2 separate regions of the Mus musculus genome follow, and region 2 is linked to region 1. The links are chromatin contacts, called in public Hi-C maps. All regions are on one chromosome and are shown on one strand. Each heading gives the region's core, a stretch centred on a gene start, on an enhancer-like site or on the middle of the called end of the contact. The rest is flanking DNA. Distances are from core to core; before and after follow the strand shown. Region 1 overlaps Zmynd8 (zinc finger, MYND-type containing 8). Region 2 overlaps Ncoa3 (nuclear receptor coactivator 3).

Evidence for each region. A called contact is a pair of places that touch in the nucleus more often than the background predicts.
Region 2: a contact with region 1 is called in a Hi-C map of embryonic stem cells, with 2.9 times the contacts expected there. The contact joins two enhancer-like sites. A contact is called at or near these places in 29 of 484 Hi-C or Micro-C datasets (B cells, the HPC-7 cell line, LSK cells and 16 more), 9 of 115 datasets of contacts at active chromatin or transcription factors (the HPC-7 cell line, SST interneurons, double positive thymocytes and 5 more) and 3 of 9 other capture datasets (adipose tissue, embryonic stem cells and liver).

The regions. Positions count from the first base shown.
Region 1 is chr2:165,828,395-165,834,024 of GRCm38.p6, reverse strand. Zmynd8 (zinc finger, MYND-type containing 8) reads left to right here. Exons shown (of 23, transcript NM_001363020.1): 10 at 601-716; 11 at 5,336-5,630. Among named protein-coding and RNA genes, the nearest start is that of Gm11465, 50 kb to the left of the region's middle. Within about 2 kb of position 2,179, at least 49 of the 459 cell types and tissues checked have an H3K27ac peak or open chromatin away from gene starts, as enhancers often do. A contact at or near this core is called in embryonic stem cells, where this site is marked.
Region 2 is chr2:166,064,543-166,070,172 of GRCm38.p6, reverse strand. It overlaps Ncoa3 (nuclear receptor coactivator 3), which reads right to left. Exons shown (of 23, transcript NM_008679.3): 18 at 4,122-4,415; 19 at 2,528-2,611; 20 at 1,625-1,844; 21 at 794-968; 22 at 221-362; 23 at 1-41. The coding sequence ends at 30. Among named protein-coding and RNA genes, the nearest start is that of Gm52534, 53 kb to the left of the region's middle. Within about 2 kb of position 3,547, at least 5 of the 459 cell types and tissues checked have an H3K27ac peak or open chromatin away from gene starts, as enhancers often do. A contact at or near this core is called in embryonic stem cells, where this site is marked.

The sequences.
Region 1 (5,630 bases), core at 930-3,429:
TGCGGTGCCTAAGGAGGTGGACTTTTTGGGTCAGCCAGGACCCAAGCCTTATTCACTCTTTTAGCTTTCAGCTTCGCGCAGGCGCTGTTCAGGCTACACGCCTGCCGGGGGTCCCCTTGCTTGCCTGGCTCATGTCCTATTTTGCTTTCTAATTACTGTGATAAACACCCAGGCCTGCAGCAGCTTGGGGAGGCATGGGTAAATTTCATCTTCTAGCTTATATAGTCCTTTATCCAGGGAACTTAAGACAGGACCTGGAGGAGATCGGCTCACTCCGCCTTGCTTCTCAGGGCCTGCATAGCTTGCTTTGTAAATACACCCAGGACCACCTGCCCAGCAGCGGCTTGGACCCGCCCACAACAGATGTCAATCAAGGAAACGCCCTCCAGCTCTGTCTACAGGCCTGTCCGACGGAGGCTGTTTCTTACTTGAGGTTCCCTCTTCCCAGATGACTCTGCTTGTGCCAGGTTGACGGAAGCCTAATTAATCAGCACAGGGCTGTGCCCTCCCTGCCTCCCTGCGTTCAGGTTACCTTTCAGACTTGAATGTGTGTCTTGCTGCCAAATATAACGCCAACCCTGCCTTTTGTTGTTCTTCTAGAGCAATCCGCACCCTTTGGTCTGGGCAAAACTGAAAGGATTTCCATTCTGGCCAGCGAAAGCTCTGAGGGACAAAGACGGGCAGGTTGACGCCCGTTTCTTTGGACAACATGACAGGTGGGAGCTTAAAACAGGCTGTGCGTGGAACTTTGGAGAATGCCATCACAGAGTGAAGGTGGCGGAGGGGTACTGTGTTGTTCTTAAAAGCGAACTCTACCTTTATTTATTTATTTATTATATGTAAGTACGCTGTAGCTGTCTTCAGCCACTCCAGAAGAGAGCATCAGGTTTCATTACGGGTGGTGGTGAGCCACCATGTGGTCGCTGGGATTTGAACTCAGGACCTTTGGAAGAGCAGTCAGCGCTCTTAACCACTGAGCCATCTCACCAGCCCGAACTCTACCTTTTATCACTAGTGACTACGGCTATTGTTTTTATATATTGTCTTAGCAGCCTGTGACCTTGTTATTGCAAAATGTTTTCTGGTTGTCTGCCAAGCTTGGTGAGGGGGGGCTTCGTCCAGGTGTTTTGGAGGGTTAGCTTCAGGCGTGTTGGGAAAGAACCTCGCCTCCCTGGTTCTCTTGGTTGGATCTGGCTTCAGAAGGAGTTCCGTGGCTCTGTGGCCTGCTGTTTGATGTAGACTTATTTATCCCTTCTGTCTTCCTGGAGTAAATGAACACCTCTGTGCAAACCGCTTTTAAAAGTAATGCTTTCAGGACCCTGAGGTCGTTTCCCAGTTTGCCACTAAACGAAGCTCCTAGCATAAGATGGAGTACCTCCCCTCCTCATCCGCCTTCCTGTGTATCTAAACTGGGAAGTGACAGAGGGGATGATGTTTTGACAGACTCAAACCCTCCCTCCCAGCCTCCCCAGCCTCCCCTTTCCTTCCTGCACAGGCTGAGTGGAGTTATGGAGTCGCTCCAGTAGCTCCCTTTGCTTGGCGCCCCGTCTGCCTGTGAACACCAGGTAGTCAGAGACACCACTTACCATGCAAATTCCCTCGGGATTAAATGAAGCAAAGGTTCCTTGGGAGTATGGCCCCACCCCCGCATCTTGAGAAGATGTAGGAATGCAGTAGGGGTTAAACTCATGTGCCGCACAGAAAATAGATTTTTTTTTTGTGATAATCGGCATCTGAATTAGCATGCTCACTCTGTCACGTGCTTGGCTGATGAATCAAAGCAAAAAAGAAATGAAAAATCTCAATATTAGAGAGATTGAGTTTCTTACAGAAATTCCAGTGGTTCCCCCTGTCAGGAGAATAGGTGAGTTCTTGAGGTAATACTGGCTTTGGCGGGGTGCAGCACAGTTTAATTTTCCCACCACCACTCCCCCGTCTGTGGGGGGAGGGGCTCATGTAGCTTCAACTGGTCTCAACTTGTTTTATGTTGGACTCCTGATCTTCTTTGCCCACATCCTGAGTGCAGAAATTCCAGGCGTACACCTAGACACCTGGTAGTGTGTTGTTGGGGATGGATCCCAGGCTTCCTGTAGGCTAGGCAAGCCCTCTCCCCACCCTGTCCTGGTAGAATTCATCCCGAATGTCAGCATTCCTTCAGTTAAAGGAATGTGCTCCCTCGGGCTCTCTCCCATGGTGCATTGCTTCAGCACGCAGGCAGACACTTGTCCAAGCTAGGCTCCCTGTCTCCCATCTGTAGGAAATGCTTGGTATGAAGGCCCTGGTGGACCTGGCTAGATGGGCAGCGCCCAGTGAAGGGCTGTGTCTGGAGCCTGGGCTGTAATTAGTGGTTTGAACTGGGTGCTCTGGGGAGAGGCAAGTAAGAATTTGCTTTCTGTTTTTAGAGCAGGAGGAGCTGGCGGCTGGCTGTGCCTTAGCCGGCTCCTCGAAGAGCATTTGAGGTGTTCGCCATCTTAATGGGTTAAGACTCTCCTGTGCTAATCTGGTGGGTTGCTTTTAGGCACGGTGGCCCCACTGTGGTTGTGTGAACAGTACCTTAATGCCAACACTTTGGAGGCCTAAGGTATCCCCATCTGAAGGAACTGGGGTGCACACTCTTCCCAGGAGAATTCTTGGTTCTGGGTGAGCCCCCATCTCTCCCCAGACAGGGTTTTTTTTTGTTGTTGTTGTTGTTTGTGATAGCCTTGGTTATGGTAGACTTATGTTTGTTTGCTTGGTTGTTTGGGACAGGATCTCTCTGTGTGGCCCTGGCTAATCTGTGGAATTCCTATATAGACCAGCCTGGCCTCAAACACTCAGAAATTCGCCTGCCTCTGCCCCACCCCCTGTGCTGGACCAAGGGTGTGCGCCACCACACCTGTCCCTAGACAGTCTTAGTCACTCCAGGCGGCCTCATCTGCAGCCTCCTTCGCAGAGATGTGAGGAAAAACGGTGATATGGGGACCCGAGAGTGCCCGACAATAGACTCTTCGATTGGGGGCCCCAAAGTGAGGCGGGTCAGGCTAAGTGACAGCCCAGAGCCCTCTACTGGGAGGTCAAGGTGATCGGTCTGAGTTTGAACCCATAGGGCCTCCAGCAGCGGTCATGGGAGGCTCTGTAGGCTCCCCCTTCAAAGAATTGCCGCTTGGTTTTAGATCTATGTGCCGTGATCTAAAAATATAGGAACTCTTATGCCGAATGAGTGCAAGGCTTAAGGAAAATACCTGGGGTTACAGTCACTTTGTCACCCTTTGTGAAGTGCCTGCTTTTAATGTCAGTCTAACTGATGAGAAAACTGGGCCCAGAGTACAATGGCTTGCCCAAGGTCCCTCTGGGAAAGAGCCTGGCCCCGAGGCTGCTGGGGCTCCTCCCTCAGGCTTTCTGTGTGAATAAATTCTCATTTCTTTTTAAGGACAAAGAGCTTATTCTTGTCTAGGCCCCTTAGGTGACTTGGGAACCTGGGGGGTGGCTGGACAGTTATGACCTTGAAACCATACCAGTGTAGAGTGGGACAAGGAATTTGGGCCTGTGGCCCCTGGCTGAGGGGAGGGTCCTGGTGTTGACTCACAATTGTGGCATTTGCTGTCTTGGTGTTCTCCTAGGTAGGAAATGTCCCCGGGCTGGGGACCCTAGTGATTCTGACCTCTCCCTTCCCTAGCCTGGAGCCCTGTCTCTTGTAGGTATTTTGTTTCTGTTCAACCTCGGTAGGGTCCACCTGACTGGATCTAACGGTCTTCAGGTCCCAGCAGAGAGGTATCCCTAGCACACACAGGGAGGGGGACCGCTCTCCAAGGCCAGCTGCGTGCTTGGGGGTTCTCACGTGCAGCCAGGCTGTGTGCCGAGCTTTGCCTCTTCATTTCTTCCTCAGATGTAGGGGTTCAATGCTAGCTGTTGACATGGTGTAAAATGTTGTAGACGCCGGGTGGTGGCGGCGCACACCTTTAATCCCAGCACTTGGGAGGCAGAGGCAGGTGGATTTCTGAGTTTGAGGCCAGCCTGGTTTATAAAGTGAGTTCCAGGACAGCCAGGGCTACACAGAGAAACCCTGTCTTGAAAAAACCAAAAAACCAAACAAACAAACAAAAAAACAAACAGAAAAAAAAAATGCTGTAGAAGTATCCCTCTGTTCTCTTCAAAGGTCAGGAAGGCTGGGCAGGGCTGGATCCAGTGTTGTAAGTGGGCACTTCAGACATAGCTGCATAGATGGTTCTCTTCTCGGAGCAAGAATCTTCTCTCCCCTGGCTCCCACCACATCCCATGGCTTTATGGAAGGCTTCTGTTGGAGGTCCAGGAAACCCTTAAAGGTCTCCACAGGAAAGTTACAAACTAGGTTGAGGCTGTAGAGGCTGGAGTGCACAATTGGCGAGGTGTTCTGCTGTCCGTTCTCCGCAGGAGTGGTGGTTGGGCTGTTCTCAGACCTTCCCGAGGTCCTGGGGGAAAGTACCAAGTTTCTTTTGGTTTCTGGGTCCTCTGCAAAATGTCCTGGCGGTTGATGGAGGAGGTCCCTGAGGTAGCAAGCTCTGTGGAGAGTGTCCACCCCACAGCCAAAAGCTACTTAGCAGCAAGTGTTCGTTCTGGGTGGTTCTCTTCCCAAGTGTTACACGGGTGTGGCTAGGCAGTGAGGAGGCTGACACGGAAGCATCCTGAGTTGCAAGCTAACCTAGACAACATAGTGAAATTTGTGTCTCCAGTAAAACTGAAAGGTACACCTGCGTGTGCAGCCCAGGAAGATCCAGGAAACGGGACCCTCTTTAGACGTGTCTGTGGAGGACTCTGTTTTCCTTCCCTGGAAACAGCAGCAAACCAAAGGGATTATGGGATTACCTTTCGTATTTATTTGTGTATTTATTTATGTATGTATGTATGTATGTATTTATTTAGGTTTTTTAATACTCATTTTGTTATTCATCCGTGTGTGTGCATGGGAGTGCCACCGCGCATGTGTAGAGGCCAAAGGACAACCTGAGGGAGGTGGCTCTCCCCACCCGGGCTTTGCAGGAGCGGGTCGTCAGGCTTGGCAGCTGCAGCTCCACCCGCTGAGCCATCCATTTTATTTCTAAGCGATTAAGATGGCTGAGTGTGCGGAACCCTTTCACGTCTCTGGCTAAGTTTTGTTGTTAGTTCGAGTTCTATCCTTAATACCTCTGTGAAGTGGATCATTCATTAACCATTCAAAACAAGTCAATTATTTAAAAAGGAGGCCCCATATTTAAGAATCTTGGCAGGCGCCTGCCAGGCTAATTTGGTTTGCATTAAGAAAATTAAAAAAAAAAAAGTAAACTACCTTGGAAATGGCTGAAGCTGACTCAGAGTCTCTCTCTCTCTTTTGCCATCCTAGAGCCTGGGTTCCAGTCAATAATTGCTACCTCATGTCTAAAGAAATCCCCTTTTCTGTGAAAAAGACTAAAAGTATCTTCAACAGCGCCATGCAAGAGATGGAAGTTTACGTGGAGAACATACGGAGGAAGTTTGGGGTTTTTAATTACTCCCCGTTCAGGACGCCCTACACGCCCAACAACCAGTACCAAATGCTGCTGGATCCCAGCAACCCCAGCGCGGGCACAGCCAAGACAGACAAACAGGAGAAGGTGAAGCTTAATTTTGACATGACAGCGTCCCCCAAGATCCTTCTG
Region 2 (5,630 bases), core at 2,298-4,797, 230 kb before region 1:
TCTGTACAGTCAGTCCCACTAGGGAGATGTCAGCAGTATTTCTGTTAACAGAAGAACACAGGGTCAGCGCAGCAGAAAATCGGCCACTGTCTGTACACTCCTGAATGCACCGCCAAATGTTTTCAAAACACTGCAGTAGTTTGTTCTAAGTTATATACCCAAGTTAAAATCTCCAGACCACTGTGACAGTTCTGGGAGGCGTAAGAATAGATGCCCGTACCTGATCGGGGCCCATGGGCATGCCAGACATGGGCATGGGGGTCATGGCCATCTGTCCCAAGTGCCCACCGCTGCTGTTCATATGCACCATGTTGTAGGCTGCAGGGTTCCCCTGGGGAGCAAACTGCTGCTGGGGGAAGGAGCTGCAAAGAAAGGGTAACAGTGTTACTTCTTCAGGGAACACAGACTCTCACAGTTCTATCAAACATCCCTCTACCTGAGCAGAAAACACAGACATCTCTGTTGTTGTTGTTTGAGACAGGGTCTCTCTATGTACCTCTGGTTGTGGTCTGGAGCTCGCTAAGTAGACCAGGCTGGCCTTGAACTCACAGAGATCCTCCTGCCTTTGCCTCCCAAATGTTGGGATTAAAGGCACAGAGCACCATGCCCTATCTGAGAAAAGCTTCTGGACAGCCTGCGCTCACAGACATGGCACAATATAAAGCAACCACAAAACAAGCCATATGCCTCAGTTTCTAAGAGCCAAGCACATGATCTCTCCATCCAGTAAGTGTGACTGAGAAACAGGTTCCCGGATTCCCCACTAGGATGTAAAAGTAAGTCCCATCCTTACCCATTCCTGGCCAGGTTCCCTGACGGCCACCCCTTCATATCTGAAGGCTGATACATGGGTGTGGGCTGAGGATGCTGCACCATGGCATTCTGGGAAGGCCCCATTCTTGATGACATCATTGCACTGGGAGGACTCGAGCCTCGACCAAAGGCTGGCTCTGGTGGTTGTCCCATTCCTTAAAGAAATGAACAGAAATCAGTGTTCAAATGCAGCATCCATGGACTTTCAGCATCCTAGAATCACCAAAGATGGAGAAGGAAGGAGAAAAAAGGCTCCACGCCGATGCTCTGTCGTTCTTGCTTCTCACTAAGATGACAAAGTCATCAATTTAGTAAAAAAAAAAAAAAAAAAAAAAATGCCATCCAGGGCACCGTGGCGGGGCAGGGCTGCACTCTCTAACAACACATCTCTGTCCCAAAACCTCCCCAAAGGTGGGCCTGAAGCACCGCCTGCTTAATATAATCACAGTAAGTGCCCAAGTCACAGAAAAAAGGGATGGCGAAGCCCATACTGGGATCTGCCCCTCAAGCTTGAGTGTCCAGAGATATCACATGGGACATGAAGAACAGGCAAGAGGAAGGTTTATGTGATCTTTTTCAAATAAGGGGATGAGGGGGTTTGCAGGGGCTAAAAAAAAAAAAAAAAAAGTCCAGCTATGGGAACACACACTCCTTGCTTCTGCAGCACACTCCAGCTTCCTGCAGCTCCAGACAGTTTTCCTGGCAAACAAGATGGAGTGAGCGGTACTTTTGTTTTCACACTCAACGGAACTGGTGCAGCTTGGGGCCTTACTAACCCTACTTTGATAAGGGCACAATCTGACAGGTTTACCGTAATTTGCTGGATATGGAAACTGTTGTGGAGGGGCTTGCGGCATTGCTGAACCTGCCAAAACCCCGTCCATGCTGGGGGAGGCGGTGACGTTGGGAGGTGGGCTGAAGGCCTGAGGCTGTGGTTGTGACATCATCATCGCCATCCTCTGCTGCTGCAGGTGATGGCTCATCAGCTCTCGTTTCTGCTGGGCAGCCATTTGGGCATTAAAGAAAGCCTGCTGGTAGCCAAGAGACACACAATTAACTTCATTTCATAGCATCTCACAATACACCAGCTATGGACAAGAAAGAACAGAGTGCCCTCTCTGTAACTAAAGGGTAGTATACACAAGCGGTTCTTTACACCCGTGGCTTCCAAACGCTGCCCAGTGAGCGTCCTTCCTGTGCAGGGTCAGAGGCAGTCCCAGAATCCCAAAACACTAGGCAGTTATCTTACAACACAGCAGCTCATCACAAAGGGAATCAATCTGGGTGAGTTTACTGATGGTTGTAATCAAGTAGCCACTTCTCTCCAGCCCCTCATCACAGACAAAGCAGAGTGAGAGTGAAAGACCAAGTACAGGAGCTGGAGACATGGCTCAATTCCCACACCCACAAGGCTGCTCACAACCATCTGTACCTCCAGGTCCAGGAGATCTCATGTCCTTTTCTGGCCTCCACATGATACAGACATCCATGCAGATAACACACTCATAAACATTAATATATATATATATATATATATATATATATATATACACACACACACACACATATATATACATACATATATATATATAGAGAGAGAGACAGTGTGACAACCAATTCTTACAAAAACTTCAGAATTATTTAACAGGCATAGCTAAGGCCAGGCCGGGCGTGGGTCCCGCCTGGACTGGCCCCTTCTCTGCAGGGAACGTACCTGGGGCATCATGGGCCTCATCACAGCAGTGCCAGCAGGGTTCTCCATTTTCATTTCAAGTGCCTGCCGGCTCTGATTTAAAAACTGAACAGAGTTGGGTTAGTAGGTCAAGTGGAGCGTGTTAGTGAGCCCCAATCAGCTTTATACACTACCCCCACCCAGTGAGATCTCTCCAGACCCACCAAGCTAGGGAGCCACATTTAAACTGAATTGGTTCGTCGTCGTTTACATCCTGCAGAAGGAAGACAGCTCTACAGCTGAGAGCGTGCACAGTCCATCCACTGGACCAGATTCCTTTCCCAGCACCTACATGGTGGCTCAGTCACCACTGCCCCAGTTCTAGTGCACCTCACACCTCTGGCCTCTGCAGGCGTGCATGCGTGCGTGCGTGCGTGCGTGCGTGCGCGCGCAAACACGAACTGCACAGACACTATTAAAAATACAAGAAACCTTAAAAAAAAAAAAAAAATAGAAAAAAAGTTCGCAGGACAGAGTTCCTGGACAGCGACATTGGCGCCGATTCCCTGCCTCGGTGTGAGGCTTAAACAACTGCAGCAGGAATGCAGTGTCAAGTTTCTCCAGGGACTGTTGCTCAGACAATCAAAATTACTCTGACTTGATCAGACACTAGTGAGCACTTAATAGAAAGGAGGACTAAGCTATAAAATAGTACCATGCGCACAGGCACAGAGCTTCCCCAGTTCTGAGCCTGCTGCAGGGGCTGCCATAGCCTGGCTCTGGCTTCCTGGGCTCTCCTACTCAGGTGACTCACTGCCACCTGGTAACAAGCACTCACCAGCCCGTGCAACCATACAAATATGCTTTAAAGCAACTGCAGATTAAGGAAAGAGGAGGGTGTGGATTCCCTAGAACTGAGGTTAGACAGTCAGTTGCCCACAGTAGGTGCCAGGAACTGAACACGGGTCCTCTGCAAGAGCAACAAGTGTTCTTAACCACTGAGCATGCCTCCGGCCCCAAAGTGCATCAAGAAGTGATTTCCATTAAAATACTGAGTCAACAGGGGTGCTTAACGCATTGCATGCCTGCAATCCCGGCAGGAGAGGTTGAGACAGAAGTGGTTACAAGTCCCCTAGACAATCATCAAGATCTTGTCTTTAAAACAAAAAGCTGAGGAAATGCCTTCCAAGGGCCATCAAGACACACTGCTCCTCCTGCTGTCCTGTCCTGTGTCAAACAGCTCACTGTGCTGTCCTAACTGGCCTGGAACTCACTCTGTAGACCAGGCTGACCCATGGAACTCACAGAGACCTGTGCTTCTTTCTGCCTCTCAAGTGCTAGGATTAACAGCATGCACTAAGCAAGGCTCTAAGAATTAAACTGGCTTGCCTGGCTTGCTTGGAAAGTACATTTACCCACTGAGCCATTTTGCCACTGCTAATGTTATAGCAAAGAATATACATATAGAAAGATACCCAAGTTTAATACACACTCCTTATCAAGGAACTGTCTGCATAAACAAAATCTTACAGAGAAGTGAAAGCAAAAGGGATTCCTTTAGTTAGCAAAGAGTGGAGAGCCGGTGGCAAGGGCCACGGAGAGCACAGCCTAAGAGCCCCTGACAGCCCGGTCTTACCTGCTGGCCCTGTAGCCTCTGCTGAAGCTGCATTCTCAGCTGCTTCGGGGTGTTGGTCCTTGGTCTCACGAGGCCGGCTCTAGGATGCATGCCTTGCAGAGGAAAGCTGCCTTGCTGGCTAATCTGACCCATCATAGAGTTAAACGATGGTGACTGTCCCTGAAGGTTAAAGCCTCCTTGAAGGGGAGGACCCTGAGCTGGGTATGTCTGTCCATATAGTGCAGCCTTCTGATCCATCATTACTGCTGCTTCTTGGCCTTGGAAAACATCCTGTTTGGACTCCAAAGCTTGTCCCTTAAACATCAAACACAAAGGAATGGTTAGCTACACCTGAGAAAGCAACCAAAAGCAAATGCTGCAAACAAGGGAAAAAATGTAAATCAGTACATGTGACCGGTGGTGGCTCAGAACCCAGATGCCTGAAGCTGCATCTGCACTGTGTCTTGTGTACTCCTGTGTAGTTCAGAACTCATGTCTGTAGAATGGGACAACCAAGTCTCAAAAGGATGGGAGAAAATGAATGGTGATTTGGTTGAAATGTAGTAATGAATGTAGGTAATTAGATTCTCTGGTTTTCAAACATCAAAAGAAAACCAGTGTAGGGCTGGTGAGATGGCTCAGTGGGTAAGAGCGCCCGACTGCTCTTCCAAAGGTCAGGAGCTCAAATCCCAGCAACCACATGGTGGCTCACAACCATCCGTAACGAAATCTGACTCCCTCTTCTGGAGTGTCTGAGGACAGCTACAGTGTACTTAGATATAATAAATAAATAAATCTTTAAAAAAAAAAAAACAAAAGAAAACCAGTGTATTATTTTAATGTTTAATAATAAATAACTCTATATAGTGGAACTGACATAAATTATGGGTTGTCCAGGTGGCTAAACAAGTAAAGGTGCCTGCTGCCTGAGTTCAATCCGTGGCTCCCACACAGTGGAATAATAAACTCCTGGAAGTGGTCCTCTGACTCCACATGCATAGCAGGGTCTTTTAAGTGCATGTATACATGTACGCTCTCGGCCTTTTTGGTAGCTATAATGTGTTTAATACCTGAAAAGATACTATTGGCTCAAAACCAGAGCTCTATACACTAAGAACCCTTACTTACACACTTACACACACACACACACACACACACTTACACACACACACACACACACACACACACACACACACACACACTTTAGGACTGGTGAAATGACTCAGTGCCACTCGATGCCTCTGCCACAAATGCTGACAGTTGACTCCCAGAGGTGGTCCTCTGAGCTCCATGTCTGTAATGTGCATGCAATCTGCACAGACACACACAAAATAAAGTGTAATAAAACTTTACAAATCTGTTGTTCTCCCATAATTTGTGAATAGCAAGAGATGATTTAGGTAATAATAGGTCAGCCAGGAAAAGCACCTCTGCAGATCTCCATCTCTGAGTGCACTCCCCAGTTAGACACTAAAGGTGGTCACTCACCACTGATCCTCAACAGGTCTACTTGGCAACAGATGGCATGTT